2 separate regions of the Astyanax mexicanus genome follow, and region 1 is linked to region 2. The links are chromatin contacts, called in public Hi-C maps. All regions are on one chromosome and are shown on one strand. Each heading gives the region's core, a stretch centred on a gene start, on an enhancer-like site or on the middle of the called end of the contact. The rest is flanking DNA. Distances are from core to core; before and after follow the strand shown. Region 1 holds the start of fjx1 (four-jointed box kinase 1). Region 2 holds the start of ldlrad3 (low density lipoprotein receptor class A domain containing 3).

What was found. A called contact is a pair of places that touch in the nucleus more often than the background predicts.
Region 1: a Hi-C map of muscle shows a contact between it and region 2, with 8 times the contacts expected there. The contact joins the promoter of fjx1 here to the promoter of ldlrad3 in region 2. A contact is called at or near these places in 2 of 3 Hi-C or Micro-C datasets (both in muscle).

What each region holds. Positions count from the first base shown.
Region 1 is chr2:59,894,721-59,899,460 of AstMex3_surface, forward strand. fjx1 (four-jointed box kinase 1) reads right to left here and starts at 2,579. Exons shown (of 1, transcript XM_007228159.4): 1 at 1-2,579. The coding sequence starts at 2,258. The coding sequence ends at 1,065.
Region 2 is chr2:59,672,622-59,677,035 of AstMex3_surface, forward strand. It overlaps ldlrad3 (low density lipoprotein receptor class A domain containing 3), which reads right to left and starts at 1,775. Exons shown (of 6, transcript XM_022672167.2): 1 at 1,511-1,775. The coding sequence starts at 1,562.

The DNA of each region.
Region 1 (4,740 bases), core at 1,329-3,828, 220 kb after region 2:
ATGTAATATAATTCATTCCTGTGAAGAAATTAAAAAGCACCCATATTTGTGCATCACAAATGTAACAGTTCTGGTGCCGTTATCACAAAACCTCATTAAGCTGTTCCAGATGTGTGATCAACAGTGTTCACAACCTACCTACCCTACCCTGACTGCAGCCAAGGCTTTGGAACGCAGCTAGTGTAAATCAGTCATATATCCTAAACCAAGTGCAGCGCTACAGCAACCAAGAGCTTCTCCAAAGTATTTTAACAACAAAGCATACGCCAATAAAACACTTAACAGAACACTTGGTGATCAGATTCCTGTTAACTGGGATGTAGCTCTGCATCTATCAAATAAAATAACAATGTAAGAATAACGTCACCAAAAAATGGTGGAAGCAGCAACCTACAACAGTTAAGTCTGTGTTCAACGTGTGACTGGAGATAGGCCTGTATTGCATTGCCTAACTGATTAGTTCTATTACAAGCAATGTGCTTTGTCTTTCCTGTGGATTTAAGCTAGAGGTGGGCGATATGCGGATATATGACTGTATTGTTAACATTTTAAGCAAATAGTTGATTTCACGGGTGATTAAAAAACACCGTCCAACTGCACCAACTGTGTCCACCAACACAAAGTGTGTTCATTATTAGTCCTGTTTGATTGAATAGAGTCGAGCAAAGTTTAACAAAAAATAAAAATCACTGTACTCAATACTGGGCAGTAATTTAATGGCAGTAACTTGGATGAAAAGACTCTTTAAATATGGAGATATAATATATGATTTGTATCCATATCATCCACCTCTAGTTTAAACTTTCTTTTGTAGTTTAAGACTTATAAACTAAACACAACATTGTTCTCCTCATTAAAAATTCAACAAATATTCACTTCAACACATTAAAGGTTCGTCCCCACAGGAGATAGTCCAGCCAGATGCTGAAAAGTTACAGAAAGTAGAATACAGGTTTTGCTTGCATCAGTTACTTTCGCAACCAGTGGTCCTCGTCATTCTCAGATTTTTGGGAAAGGGTGTGCACCTATTGTAAAAAAAAAAAAAAAAAAAAAAAAAAGAAAAATTACAGCTGGCTGTACTTTCCTTTACAGTGCAGTATGTGCCTGTACACTCTGTCTATCCGGTCCTGTAATATCCTGGCATGTTCATCGGACAAAAAGCCCTGCTCTGCTGCCAGCGGCTCGCTGTCCCGGTACAGGTCAAAGAGGCGTGCCCGGGCATCGCGGTACCGGTGCAGTGCAGCGACCCTCTGGGCCGTCCTCCTCCTGAAGATGCAGACAGACCTCAGGACGGAGCTGTGGTACCTTTCCCACATGTCCAGCACGCGGTAGCCGTGCACCAGGCCTGCCTCGTTGTCTATGAATACCAGGACGCCCTGGGGCGTCTTGAGGAGGTTGCTGGTGTTGCGCTCCATGACTCGGGAGTCCCACTGCAGGCTAAACAGGTTGCTGACCAGCCGGTCAAAGTTGGCAGTCAGGTAGTCGAACACGACCAGGTCGCTCCACTGCACGAGCTCGAGCAGCTCCGCCTCTGTCCGGTTGCCCAGGTCCATAGTAGGGCGCAGGCCGCTGCTGTCCGGCCGGAGGGGCGAGGGGGTTACCACCCCGCTCAAGTTGGCGATCCACTCGGTCATGGACACCACGGCCCGTCCGGACCACTGCAAGCCGTCCACGCGCTGCCTCACGTGCGCCCACTGCTGCTCCGCGCTGCTGGGCTGCGCGAGCACGAGCGGGGGCACGTTGGAGATGCCGAGCAGCTTCGCCAGGTAATAAGCAAGAGTCTCTCCCTGCACCTGCTCCGCGTTGATGCCGTAGCGCACGCACGCTTTGCTCCCGTCCGAGAACGTGGCCAGCTGGTTGGACGTCCTGCCGCAACCCGGCTCGAGGGAGACCACGCGCTGGGCGCGCGCGCGCTGGCTCCATAACCGCGCGCGGTCCTCGCTGAAGCCGGCGGGCAGGCGAGCCTCGAGGCTGCGGCTCCAGAACACGCCGTCCTCCAGGGGTAGGGGGTCGCGCTGGACGCCGGTGCTCCCATTGGTGGTGGTGGTGGTGGTGGTAATTCCCGCGCTGAGGTTGTTAGACCGCGCGACGGCCGGGACGGCGAGCAGCGCTCGGAAAGTTTTGGCGGAGGACGGGCCGAGCTCCCGCTCCCGCCGCTCCAGGCGCCGCTCCAAGCCGCCAAACAGGTGCAGCACGCAGGCGAGCGAGCAGAGGAGCAGCAGCGCCAGCGAGTTCACCGAAACCGCCCTCATATCCATCCGCTCCGCACACACTCTTCACACCGGACTTCAGCTACGTGTTCTCCATCCACGAGGCTGCGAGACTCAGCCCCACAGGAACCCCACTGGAACACTTATAATAAAGAGAGTCACACACTTCTCTCCTCACTTCTCCTCTCCTGTCTCTGTTCTAAGTGTGTGTGTTCCGCCGCTACCGCCAAACACAACAAAGCAGACCCGTCTTTATCTTCTTCCACTGCACTGCTTCTAATTCAGCTCCCTGCTCGCAGCGCGCTGCTGTTCTCCGCTGTACTGAACACACCTCGCCTCCTCTCTCTTTCTCTCCGCGACCGTTGGCTACTGAGTTTTGAGCCAAGCTCCGCTCCGCTCCCACAGAAAGGCGAAACACCACGTGACCCCCTCCACCAAAGCTATTGGCTGACTTCTTTCTTTATTGTTGTTTTTTTTCACACCCGTTCTGCGCAAAGCTCTGCCCTCTTCACTGTGACTGGCCAGTCTCGCACGCTGACTAGCTACTAGCCAATCACAGCGCAGCATAAGGCGGGACTTGTCTCAATGAAGGTGGGAAACAAACAGGCACCAGCCGATGCAACAAAAGCGGTGGATTCTAACACAACAGTAAAATGAGTTATTTTCCAGAGATTTTAGCTCAAACCTAAGACACAACTTTTATTTTAAAGGGAACATATTATACATTTTTTATTATACAAGTTATTATGATGTTTGGGCCATATAACACATGCTCATGAAGCTTTATGAACAAAATCACTCTCACATAAAGAGATCTTACCACCTCCCTTCCAGATTAGGCCGTTTAAGGGCTCTGTCACTTTTATGCAAACAAGCTGCTGATGGCCATGCACCATGTATAAGCTTAGCAGTTACCACGTGTTAGTGTTGGCTTGTGCTAAACTGCAAAACATGAACAAGCTAGTACATGCTTACAGGTGAGGGGTGGTGCCAGGATGTTTATAGTGGCAGTCCAGACCCGAATGGAAATACAAAAGGATGCAAAAAGTGATTTTTTCAAAATAGGTCCCCTTTAAAACTGTAATATATGATTTACAAACTAAAATATATTCAGGTATTTCTCATGTGTTGGAGATACTGTGCTGTTTTTTTTTTAATATCACACCTACCCCTGTATGTGGTGTGTTATCAAGGTGTTATCTTGTGTGTGAAGCTGAACATTGACCAGCGTACTCAAGGCAAAGCAACTGGACTTATTGGAGGCCTGATCTTGGGTGCCAGATGGATGGGAAATTAATTTTCTGTAGTTCTGTGTAGGCATTTAACATTCCTTTATTCCACACTCTTCATCACCAACCACAGTTGACAGCGCAGTGGGTCATAATGAACTTGACTGGCATCTTTTGGCTAAAATTGTCCATGAAAACAGATAAATCCATACCTGTCAAGTCTCCCGTTTTGGCCGGGAAACTACCGTATTTTACTCCTCTTTCCCGCTGTCCTCCCGTATTAGTATTTTCCCGTAAATTTCCCGTATTATATTAAAATAAAAAAATATATATTATTGAGGAGACAGGGAGCTGACTGCTCTGTGTCTCTTAACCAATCGTGCAGCCGGTTCAAGGAGAAAGTCCCGCCTTTCAGGAGAAACAGCCAATCAGCTTGCAAAGGAGGGTCAGTTGTGGGGAAGCCACAGGCAGCTAGTCGGAGCAGCTCATGTTTAAACATATCTGGATATACAGCGATTTTTCTAAAAGAAAGGGAACGGTAGGCTAATCATGTAAACTGTGATGAGATTTTTCTGATAGCTGCTTAAAAATACTCGTCTCTGAAATAAAACACACAGATTAAACCTTTTAAAATAAAATAGAAAATACAGCTTGAACTAGAAATGTTAAAAATTAACTAAACTGATCAGGGGTGGAGTGATCAAAAGATTCAGTTTGCAGAATTTGTGCACCCTTTGTTCAATTTTAAATCCATTAAATAAATAAAAAATATATTATAAAAAGAGTGCATTTATGCCAAAAAGACATGAAATCTTAACTTTTAAAAAAATATTTGGAAAAGTGTTTTTAATTTGGCTGTATTAAAAGAATGACATATGTAGGAATGTCCGCAACATTTCAGATTCTGATAATCTAATTGTGTGTAAGTGGTTCACATGTGGTTATTTTAGATTTTTTTTGTAAACCTGTCTTAAAATGTAAGGGATACTGAACCTACGTTGGGCTGGTGGGACAACTTTAAGCGGACAGAGGAAAATATCCCTTATTTTTTAATCTAAAATTTGACAGGTATGTAAATCACATCCACATTCTATGCTGGAGACCCTGTATGCACATTTCACATGTTGAGTTCCTTAAATGTATTATTACTTGCAAAATTATAAGGATGCAAAAAAATGACAAAGCCTAAAATAAGTTTTATGGGTTAGTGGGGGGTGGGGCAACTTACTAGCAGATCAAAGCAACCATCCCTTTTTGGGCATGTTAATATACTGTTTCACTGACACACAAAATAACCCATA
Region 2 (4,414 bases), core at 525-3,024:
AGGAATGTGGAGTACTGAATCAAACCTGCACTATCAGCAACAGACTGACAGTGATGAATTAAAGCTCTGATATAAAAGCCTTTTGGATGTTTGCAGCTCCTGTATAAAGCAACTTATTTTACTACACAGGCCTTGAAAAACATGTGGGACGAGGCTTATCACTACCTGGCGGGACGCAGCCATCTGTTGCTCAATCAGTGCAGCTCAACCAGAGAAAAGTCCTGGACTACAGAAACAAGGCAGCACGCACAGGGGAGGAGTGTAGGTGAGTGGAAGCCCTTTAAACACCATTTAAAAACCCTTTTGGCAGCTTAAAAAGTCAGGTTATATTAACCCTAAGCTCCTGATAGCTGAATGTAAGATGCAATGTAGATTCTAAAACACATCTCAAGAACCTGTTGGAAGCTTAAAATGTCAGGTTATAGTGAACCCAAACTCCTGATAGCTGGATACTGTTATGAGCTCCTGCTGGAAGCTTTCAATTTTCAATCTGAAGATGCGAAGTACATTCTGAAACACCATTTAAAACCAGGTTAGTGGCTTAAGTCAATTTAAGATCCTGGTAGTTGGACATAAGATGTAACTTACTATCAGGAGCTTTAAGCTTGTGATTAAAGTCAGAGTGCATTAAACTCAAACTCCTGACAGCTGAATGTAAGAAAAAAAACATAGAATCTAAAACACTTTTTAAAAACCTGTAGGCAGCTTAAAATCAGGTTATTTTGAACTTAAACTCCTAACAGCTAGATGTATCAGGTTTGCAGCTTAGGTCATTAAAGCTCCTGATAGTTGGATGTAACTTACTATTAGGAACTTTAAGCTCATGTTGGCAGCATTAAGTCAGAATATATTAAACCTATATTAAAGCTCTTTATACCTGGAGGTGAGAGTTATATTGAATAATAAATAAAGTTCTTGATAGATGAATGTAACCTAACTTACATAGTTACATTCACTTCTGCTCTAGCTATATAAGCTAGCTAATTGACTCTTGTCACTGTACTGCAACCATAGCTGACCCCCTTCTCACACACTCACTCCAGTCCAGTCCACTGCGCTCACTTTCTCAATGTAAACACTGTAGTGTAGGGTAACGTTACGGCGTCAGACGTAAAAACTCAGCAGACGCAGCAGCTTCACACACCGCTGTCACACTTCTCACACTCTTCCCACACTTTTTTTGAGCTTTTTGGAGAGGCTGGCCCTTTAAATTGTCTCCAACTTGCCCAAGACAAGCAGCAGAAAGTGACCAGACTAGCCACAGCCACAAACTTACTGTTAAAACCGTCCGCGCTAACGTTAGGTTAACTTAGCTAGCTAGCTTGGTAACCTAGGCAACCTATCTATCTAGTTAGTGTAACTACATCAGTGAGTTAACGTTGAGTTAAGTTATGAACGTTAGCGCGAGTTAAACTAGAGCTAGGTAAGTTATATCGGAGTCCGCAAGCTCTTCAAATCTTCAAAACACTGCTGCTGCACACAGCCTGCGCGCGCCAGCATGCGGACTCACCGACCGAGCTGGAGCCCGTGCCCGAACCGAGCAGGAGGTACCAGACCCACATCCTTCACGCCGTATCTTTTTTTCGGCCTGCCCCTCCGCTTCACCCCGCTGTGGGCCAACAACCGGGGCGGTTTTATAGTTCCTCGATTTCCACTTATCGCCCCGGCTCCGCTCTGCTCCCGCTCCGCTCTTTTTTCTTCCCCCTGCAGGACAAAGTTTTCGGACTTGCGGGGAGGTTGGGCTCCTCCGCTGGGACAGCCGTGTGTGGGGTGGCGTTTTTTCCACACCCGCATTCCGCCTCGCCCCGCCCACCGGCGCCGCGATTGGCTGGTAGTTCCCGAACTTTTAAAAGCCAAATACTCCCATCGCTTCTCATACAGAAAAACGACTGACCAATCACATCAGTAGAAGGACTCAACACCGGATGGCCAATCGTAAAGCAGGAGAGGGACACCTCTAAACCAATCCAGGAGAAAAAAAGTAAAAAGTGACATTTCCAGCCAATCCCAGCACAGGAGGATGAGTTTTCCGGAATGCAGGTGTTAAAAGAAATAAAAGGCTGGAGGAGCTGGTGTAGGTGTCAGGTTTACACACAGAGAGGGGCGGAGTCTAGTGCCGGGAAAAATAAGAATAGGATCTATACACTACAGCCTGATCAGTGCACACAGAGACAGAGAGAGAGAGAGAGAGAGATCCACAGTGAAGATAGTATACAGTCAAATATACAGTGCATTCGATCAGAAGCTACATACGACTGTGTGAAAACGTTTTTTTTAATCCTGTGCATTTAGAAGTGTATAATTTCTGCAGGAATGCCACGTGACAATTCAGGGTGTCTGCAGCTCCTTAAAAAGTCTTAAATGGTTAAATTGTCTTAAAGGTGTTGTTCCGCTGAAATCCACTTTTTCTCGTTCTTTGTAAAATACAATAGGTCTCTCTGAGTTGTAAATGCATGCTGCACATGAAACTGTTCTTCAACGTCCATTGTCTGCAGTAGTATTTAACAAAACACGAGTCGATCAAAAAAAGCACAGTGTCTACGTCAACCCATAAATTAGTATTAATGGCCTCACCTGCCTTGGATCGCGACCGCCCACAATCTGCGCTAAGGCCAGGCAGCGACACCGTCTCGTCAGACAGGAGCTTTTGTTCACAAAAAACAGCTCACATGGCATTCATTCATACAAGAGACCACACCTAGACATTTTAAATTTAACAAAAAAATTATGAGACATTTACAAAGATTTAAATCCGCCTCTAAATGTCATAAACATGTAATATACGGTAAATCGAATTTTGTTAAATACAATTTTTGTGCATTACATTTTACATTCCCTGCATTTGATTTGTTATGTTAGTTAAGTTATGTTGGATTACTGCTTTAATGCAAACTAAACTAAGAGGAGCAGTACATTGTTTATAGGGGCCTTATCAGAATACTATTCTCTCCTTTTTGCTCTCAAAAAAAACAAAAAAAAAGACTCAAGATGTTTTTTTTTTTGTTTTTTTTTAAAGTGTTCATCATTTTTCATCACTACACAGAAATATTTGTCCTTATAAATCGGGTTTTATTTTTTTATTTGCATGCATGGCAAGCTGCTTAACAGCTACAGGATGGACAATTGTAAGGAAAACTTGTAATTGCTGAAAATGTAACCAAACTTTAAAATGTTCCAAGCCAAATAAATGAGCCACAAAAGAAACTGATACAACTGGTAGTGAAGGGCATTTATTTTTGGGTCGGTAGCAGTGTACTACCTGTGTCCAACTTAATAAGAGTTTAGTGGACTGGAGCGTTTCTTTCTCTCAGCAATGAGTAAAATATTTCAATTACATGTTATATATATATAGAGACACTTATGAAAATAATATGTGTATAAAAATAAAAAAAATATATACATATATTTATATAAAATGTACACTGTCACACTTCCCTGAATTCACCTTGTATGAATGTAATTAAACCCAAATAAAAAAAAATATATTCACTGAACAATATTGAAGAGCTCTTTAACCTTGAAAAGTATATAATTGTTTTCCAGAGAACAGTTCCTTTAAATGTTTGTGAAGTAGACAAAAAAAAAAAGGAATTGAAACAGTCCTTGAACAATTCGTACTCCGGGAGGAAAAATTGAAGGAAAAATGCAAAAAAAAAACTATTTGGGTACCCAAAAAAAAATATATATATAGAAACTCAATTCAGTTTACTTAAGTGATCCATGAAAGGTTTAGAGCAGATGCGGCCGTCTCACTCTCCCTCTCACTCTCCGCCTCTGTCTCTCCCTCTCTCTCTCAGCGTGGAAACTAGCTTGAGCACACCACCAGTCTAGCAGGAGAATCAGTAAACACGAGTTAATAATATGACGGCAGCTGGAGCTAGCTGCAGCTATCAGACCTCTCTCTCCCTTCGCGCCTAATCGTCTGAGCAGAGTTTAATCTTATACAGAGAACACAATCTATAAGTACACATTAATAAAAATGAAAATACCCAAATACTGTTTTACAATAAGCATATTAAACAAACATACACTTTTAGAACTTTTAGAAAATACCTCTAGTATTTCACTTAAAACACTTTAACTAAATGCTTATATTTAAAGCATATAAAGAGCGATATAAAGTCATTTAAATACATTTAACATTCACTCAAAACACTTGAATTATACGCTTCTATTAAAAGCATAAACAGAGCATTTAAAGTTAATAAAACACTTAATGTGTTAACCAAAACTTCTGGAACTAAATGCTTATATTTAAAGCATATAAAAGGCATTTTTAGTAATTAAAATACACTTAATATTTTACTCAAAACATTTGAGTTGCATGCTTAAAGCATGTAGAGACCATGTAACCCACTAATACAGAGCAGATAAACTAGAGTTTCAAGCTTAAACTGAACTGAACTTCAGCAGA